Regions from separate parts of the Mus musculus genome. Here region 1 is linked to region 2. The links are chromatin contacts, called in public Hi-C maps. All regions are on one chromosome and are shown on one strand. The core of a region is the stretch at or near the end of the contact, and the rest is flanking DNA. Distances in the headings are between cores, read along the strand shown.

Region 1 (3,928 bases), core at 513-3,012, 440 kb before region 2:
CTCAAATATTCTCAGTGCTGCAATTTCTCTCTCATTTCTTCCATTTTCTTTCAATTTCCTTTGCCTCGGGCCCTTCTACCACTGGCATTTTATCTGCCCAATGTGGTCCTTTTTATCATTTTCCCCACGATGTCCAGGCTTTTAGCAAAATGCATCCTCCTGGGTAGTTACAGGCTTCGGGGACTCATCTGCTCAGAGCTTCCCAAGGCTACTCTGATAAGGATAAATACATTTTCATTAAAGGAGGGGGGAATCAACTTCCACCCAAAGCATTACATTAGGAAGAAAACTTAATGGCATTTGCTCCAACCTTCTGGATATTTTCTCCTTGATGGCCTACTGGGGCAAAAATTAGTGAATGTAGAAGTTACAAAATAGTCTCTGGCATTAGAGAAAACCTTTGCAGCTGTGAGCCTGGGAGTCGGGGTGGGGGGGGGAGGCAGATGCCCATCCCCAGCTCCCTTCCATAGAGAGAGCATGAAGAGCCTCCTCAAATAGGCACAGAGCTTCAGGCTCTGACCTCTCCAGCAATTCTGGTTTCCTTCACTACCCAAGATGTTTAGTAGTGATATTTCTGTCTGGAGACTTGTTTCTGATGTCAACAGGAGTGGACATTAACAAGACACCTTGGGACAGTCCTTGGCTCATACAGCAGCTGTGGAGACATTCTTAGTTGTCTCTGTGTAGAGCAAAGAGAGCCAGGGTAGTCAGCTCCATTCCCAATCCTGTCTGTAACCTAACATAGCACCTACCAACCCTGCCTGGAGCTCTCTCGCTGCAGGGAGTGTCCCTCCCCATTGCTGGTGTACAGAAGTCAGGAAAGAGCCCTGGCAAAGAGTTTAAGAGGTCAGTCATGACCTCACATAGCCCAGCACTCCTAGCCTCACCCCTCCATCCAGAGGTCCCTTGCTAGGGGACTAGCCATTGTAGAGGGGGATCTCCCAGTCACCTTAGCCAAGTGGCAGGTCTCAAAGAGCTTTCAGACTAAACACCTTCTGCCCCAGCAGTTCCTCTTCTCCTTCTCCTTCTCCTTCTCCTTCTCCTTCTCCTTCTCCTTCTCCTTCTCCTTCTCCTTCTCCTTCTCCTTCTCCTTCTCCTTCTCCTTCTCCTTCTCCTTCTCCTTCTCCTTCTCCTTCTCCTTCTCCTTCTCCTTCTCCTTCTCCTTCTCCTTCTCCTTCTCCTTCTCCTTCTCCTTCTCCTTCTCCTTCTCCTTCTTCTTCTTCTTCTTCTTCTTCTTCTTCTTCTTCTTCTTCTTCTTCTTGATTTATTTATTTATTTTATGGATCTGAGTACACTGTTGCTCTCTTCAGACACACCAGAAGAGGGCATCAGATCCCATGACAGATGGTTATTAGCCACCATGTGGTTGTTGGGAATTGAACTCATGACCTCTGGAAGAGTAGTCAGTGCTCTTAACCACTAAGCCATCTGGGATACAGCAGGAGGCTTTTGGTTCATGACACCCCCTGTCATGAGACAGTTACCACATGATCCACCTGATAGTCAAGTCTATACTGTTCAGAGTACTACTACATAGTAAATCAGGGCCTCTCCTAGTCTGCCTCTCTATCTGTTTGCTAGAGTTAACACCTGACTGCTGCTTTCATTCTGCTTGGCCGCTTCCTATGGAAATCACTGATGTGGACAAAAACCCCAACAGAACTTCCTGGGACTTTTTAAAAGTCAGAGCCAGTCACCACAGACCCATTTGCATGAGCTCTTGATCTTCTGGCAAGAAAACTTAATCAGCAGGCCAGACTGCTCCTGAGGAGGCTCTAGATGTCAGGAAGTCTCGAAGCCTGAGCTGGTTAGTCATGCTTAAGACAGAGCCCAGGCTTCCTCCAGAGAGTACTTGATTAGCAGGTAACAACCAGCCACCCATGTCAACACAGGACCCACGCTGACAGCAGACAGTATGCTTGGAAGAACAGTGGCCTAACACACAATAGTGCAGGCCGGGCCTTTAGCATCATCACCGTGCAGGTGTTAGGTGTGAGCGCCCCATCCCCACAGCAGGTGCATGGCATATGCCACTGGGGCCAAGGTTAGGGTTCAGTGGCTAAAGTTGTGGTACTGAGGAGCTGACGTATTTCCTAGTGTGTATGGTGGGAGTGGGGGGACTGTCTCTGGGATACACGTGCATGAAGAGAGAGACAACCATCCAACCATTTACATGTCTAAACCCCGAGTGAGCCATGCATACCCTCTCCATTCCTATATTCCTCCCAGGAAAGGTGTATGCTTTTGTTTTTGTTTTTGTTTTTGTTTTGTTCCCCTTATATTACTTACTGCTTCTTTCCATTAGAGGGAAAAGTCATACATCTTCATCACGCAGACTCAACCGAAAGTAAGAACGTGGAGAGGGTTAGCGACACCCTCCCCTGGCACAGACAAGCAGGTACCATTCTCATGAGGCTCCTCTCGGGGTTTTCTTTATGCCCTCAAATTTAGGTCACAATATATACATAAAACAGTAACCTGCTGTTCAGTTTGAATCCTAGAAGGAATAAGGTATAAATAAATTAAGATAAATTAAGATTGGTTTCATAAAAGGCTGTTTGCATAGAAATGGCAAAGCAAAGAAAGCCACAGGACATAGCACAGGGCCACAGGGCTCATTATAGTAAGAAGTATTGTCTCTGGGCCCATGGCTGGGCTCAGGAGTAAGGTCACCAGAACCCAGAGGCAGAGAGAGACAACTGGAGAGTCTCCCAGGAAGCGCTGGGATTCTCTGTCCAGAAACAAAGCCATCCTCTGGCAAACAGATAAGTGTGGCAGCCAGTAGAATACAGCCTACAACTCCCTTCTGTAGGCTCCCCTGCCCCGTCCCCTCCTGTTCTTGCCATGGACCCAATGGGAGCCAGAGGGCAGGGTATGCATCAAGCTATAAACCAAGGGGAAGGCAAGCCTTTCCATAAAGAACCATAGTTCAACCATCTGGACTGTAGGCTTTCTAATATAAATCCCATCTGTAGGTATAGTGTGCATGCATGCTGTCACAGAAAACACTTCAGTATACCATGAGCTCCATCATGGAAAACACTTCCATAGATGCTTTGGGTGTGACACCACTGTCATGTCTGGCCTGCAAACTCTGGTAGAGACCACATGGGTCACTCTCCCAGACCAGACAGGAGAGCAGCAAAACCCAGAACCCAGATGGAGAAGGCTTCATGAGAACATCCAGCAGCTTCATGCATTGATTTGATGCCCCATGGGCATTTCCTGCATCCAATCTTGATTAATTCTATAATAGGGTAATTAATCAGAAACAGGGTAAATAGTTTGACAAATATTACCAAAATCGTATCTATATACTACTATATATGTATACACTCAGAAGTGTGTATGTGTGTGTACCTCTTACATGTAGGAAATGATTCAATATCCCCACTAGATGCCTAGTATCCTAGTTCTAAGTTCTATACATACCATGGCTTTTGACCTTCCACTTTTTCACATAAGAGAAGTACCTTATTTCCTCTATGTGACACATCCAAAGAGCGGCCATCCTGACTTTCAGGCTTTGAGACCATTATCAAGTAAGGCCCACTTGAACACAAATGCTCTGACACTATTACAAGTGATCTCTTCACGGCAAAGGCCACACGGTAACTAACGGGTGGGTAGTGTGTGTAGCACGGATTTGCTGCACAAGGGAGCATCCATGACCTGGAAAGAGTAGGAAAAGGCAAAATCTCACCATGCTACTCAAAGCAGTTTGAAACTGAAAGCTCAAATAGTTTACTTTTAGAATTTTCCATTAATATTTTTGACTCACAGCTAACCATGGTAACTGAAACCACAAAAAACACAGATTACAAATAAACAGAAACAACAGTAGATAAAATTAGGAACTTGCTTGATACCTCTAGTTCCTCAGACTTTATTTAGTTTGTATGTGTTCCTCCTAGTGTTACCAGAGTAA
Region 2 (3,843 bases), core at 869-3,368:
TAAGGAGGTTCAGTCACCTTCCCTTGTGATTCCAGTAAGCCGAAAACATGTCTCCTCATAATTATTGCCCCATTTAGATCACTGGCCATTTTATAAAAATCTTCAAAGGCAGATGGGAGGATAAGAAGATGGCTCAGTGGGTAAAGTGCAAGTCACACAAGCTAGAGGGCCAGAGTTCAGATTCCACTTAGGTTCTGGGCATGTGTGGCAAACTACCTGTCATCCAAGCACTCTGGAAACAGACGCATTCCCAGAGTACGTCAGTGAGACTAACACAACCGGTGAGCTGAGGGTTCGGGTGAGAGACCCTGCCTATCAGGTAAGGTGGAGAGTAATCAGGGGTGACGAGCAACGTGAACCTCTGGTCCTTGAACACGCACACAAATCACATGCATTGCACGCGTGGTCATACTCGTGCAAACTCTCACACACTTGGGGGCTGGAGAGACGGCTCAGCAGTTAAAAACACTGGCTGTTCTTTCAGTGGAGTGGAATTTGATTCCTAAGTCTCCACAGGAGAGACAGAAACAGTCGCACAGAAACTAATTCCTGCCCTCGTGGAGTGGAGACAGTGTTCCATTGACGGAAACTACAGAGATACAAGGAGTGTATTTAGTGCCAATCAGTACTTTACTGTGTGTGCACCTCTGTGTGTTTGTTAGTACCTCTGTGTGTGCGTGCGCGCGTGCGCGTGTGTGTGTGTGTGTGTGTGTGTGTGTGAAGTCCTGTGTATGTGTGTGTGCCTCTCTGTGTATATGTGTGTGTGCATGCCTTTGTGTGTGTGTGCATACCCCTGAATGTATGTGTGTATATGCCTCTATATGTATGTGTGTGCATGCCTGTGTGTGTATGTGTGTCTCTGTGTGTATGCCTTGTACATTTGTGTGTTTGTGTGTACATGACTCTGTATGTGTGTGTACATGACTCTGTGTATATGCGTGTATGTGTGTGTGCCTATGTGTGTGTATGTGTGTATACACACGCATGTGCATGTTTGTAGATGCCCATGCATGCCTGTGGATGTGTGTGGAGGCCAGAGGTCAACAGCAGGTGTCCCCAATTGTCATAGACCATACTCTTTGAGAAAGGGTCTCCCCACTGAACCTACTGCTTGCCAATTCTGCTAGACTGGCCCACCCAGGACCTCTGAGAATCACCCTGTGTTTGCTCCCAGTGCTGAAGTCACACTGGACTTTTGTGGGGGTTCTGGGGATGGAACTTGGGTCCTCCTGTTTTTATGGCAAGCACTTCACCAACTGAGCTACCGCCCCAACCATACAATAAGCTCCTGAGAAGAACGGAAGTAGAGTGTGACAACATATTGCTGTGTAGGAGATCCAATTTGGCCTGTCACAGAGACCTGTGAGCATGAGCAACACACAGGAGGACCAGGGCCAGAAGTGTGAGCTGAGTGAAACCACCGAGTTCAGGACCACAGATATCAGTCTGCGGGACGCAGTGGGCACAGCAGGCGGACAGGGACAGAAGACAGCTGGTGTGTCCTGAACAGTGTGAGACAGCAGGTGCACCATCTCAGGCCCTGGCAGAAGGCAGAGCCTGGCAAACATGAGAAGCGCCAGGCTTTGATAGCAGGGACCTGGAGAAGTTCAGGAAGGACGCTGCAAAGACGTGAAACAAAGTATCATTCTATAGTGAGGTTCCCTGCGGAGGACAGGAAGCGGGGGCTGCCGGTCAGAGGCTACTGCGGCAGCCTGGGAGAGACCAAAATGCCTAATCCAAGTAGAGACAGGCTGTAGACTGTCTGGCAGCATGCTCGCCTAGCAGACACCAGGCTCTGGGTTGGTCCCCCGCACATCACATGGTGGAGTATGCCCAGGATGCCCACCCTTGGGATGTGGAGGCAGGGGCATGAGATGCTCAAGGACACCCTTGGTTACAGGACAAGTTCAAGGCTAGCCTGAACCACGTGAGACCCCGTCTCAGATAGACAGACAGATACACACACAGACAGATGATGGTCACAAAACACAGAACATATTCAGATGGGGCGGGATGGGAAGACAGCAGCTAAGAGAGTCACTCTTTCTCCTGCAGCCCTGCACTCTGTGGCTCCACCGGATGAATTAGAGGCCAGGTGCCTAGCCAGGGACAATGGTGTGGGTGTTTCTGCTGCATAAATAGCTCACTGCCATCCACCCCGTTTCACACGAGAGGACAAGGTTTAAAACAAACTGGACAGGAATAAACATCCATGTCTTAGGTTCGCTATACCTTCCGGGTGTTTGCTTGCCTTCACCATTCCAAGATCAATCCCTCTGCTGTAACACTCTGCTTCCATTGGCCAGGATATTTTTAAGTTCCTGGGGAGGGAGGGGGGCTGTATTGATCGCCTACAAATGTGGGAACTCTTCTTTCCCTGAGATGTAGGGAGAAGGCAGCAGCTCCCCTGGGGCCAGAAAGGAGCACTGTGCATTTAGCTGTCACTTAACTGGGTGATTGGTGACACCAGGAACCTGCTTCTACAGCAGAGGAACCTGGTCAGAGGCGGTCCAACAGTGTCAACCTGAGGTCACAGGAGACACAGTTCGTTGAGCGGAAAGGAAATGTCCTAAAATATATACACGTTAAGCTAGGAACACAACACAGTCAGTAAAATACTTACCACACAAAGACACCTGAGTTTGGTCCCCAAAAGTCATGTAAGAAAAAGTCAGTTTGCCATGCCCACACCAGGGGAAGGCCAGTATAGACAGGAGGGTCCCTGGGGCTCTCTGGCCTGCCAGCCTAGCCAAGTGACAAGTTCCAGGTCAAAGTGAGACCCTGATTCAAAACAAAGGTGAATGGCAAATGAGGAAGGACACCAAAAATCATTCTCTGCCTCCCCCCCCACATACACATACAGAAAGAATATACACGTATTTATATAGCTTGGGGTGGGGGGATGCTGGAGAGATAACTCAGAAGAGCATTAGTTGATCTTGCAGAGACTAAGATTTAGTTCTTAACAGCACCCTCATGGTGACTCACAACCATCTTCCAGGAGCTCTCGCGCCCTCTTCTGGCCTCTGCTGGCACTGCATGCACATGGTGCACAGACACAGTCATACCTATAAACTACCAAAAACCCACCCATAGATCAATGAACAAAGTAAATAACTTTCAAGCCCCAGACTGCCAGCTAGGCTTTCTGTGGCCTCTCAGGCAATGTTTCTAGAACAATCTTCATCCTGTGAAGCTATTAAAGCCATCAGTCATTTCCTCTCTGGATCCTATCAACCATGGGGCTTCTGCATCTTTGGCCTTTTGTTTCGGGAGGCAGTTTCTGAGGTACCTGGAGCCTGGTCCTGAAAAGGGAACCAGCAGAATGGAACACGAAAGATGCCATTAACTCTACCGCTCAGCTGCTAATGAAGGCTGCTGTTAGTAGCTCAAGGTTAAAAGAGAGGGAAGGGGGGACTTCTAAATTGTCACATCTCAGCAAATTATTTCATTAGCAAAAGAGAAAAAATTGAAATGAACCGTTCTACAGTGATTCGCTGATTCTGCTGAGCCACTCTGGCATCCTGACCATTTCAGTCCCCTCTCTTGGATCGAATGAGCACACACGGAGATTTACATAAACCCTCAAGCCAGCTTCCCTTCCCAGGGCCTCTCTCCACAGCCCGGCTGCCAACAAACAACACTTGGCCTTCAGCAACATCGCACCCACCAGTACTTGAACTGCCCTCCCTCTCAGGGGCAGCTTTAAAACCAGCCACCTAACACCTGTACACTTACAGGAATAATGGTAGCGGTAACAGGTGGAGGCCAGGAAGAGGCTCAGTGGATACTGCGCTTACTGACCAAGCACAAGAACCCGAGCAGACCTGCACTCCCCTCCTA

The links. Hi-C and Micro-C count contacts between places; a contact is called where the count stands out from the background.
Region 1: a Hi-C map of centroblasts shows a contact between it and region 2, with 2.4 times the contacts expected there. The contact joins two enhancer-like sites.

Annotation. Positions count from the first base shown.
Region 1 is chr9:115,487,260-115,491,187 of GRCm38.p6, reverse strand. The region is part of intron 2 of Gm39447 (a long non-coding RNA gene); the gene reads right to left. Among named protein-coding and RNA genes, the nearest start is that of Gm39447, 39 kb to the right of the region's middle. Within about 2 kb of position 1,762, at least 35 of the 459 cell types and tissues checked have an H3K27ac peak or open chromatin away from gene starts, as enhancers often do. A contact at or near this core is called in centroblasts, where this site is marked.
Region 2 is chr9:115,043,251-115,047,093 of GRCm38.p6, reverse strand. All of the region lies in intron 1 of Osbpl10 (oxysterol binding protein-like 10), which reads right to left. Among named protein-coding and RNA genes, the nearest start is that of Rps27rt, 62 kb to the right of the region's middle. Within about 2 kb of position 2,118, at least 41 of the 459 cell types and tissues checked have an H3K27ac peak or open chromatin away from gene starts, as enhancers often do. A contact at or near this core is called in centroblasts, where this site is marked.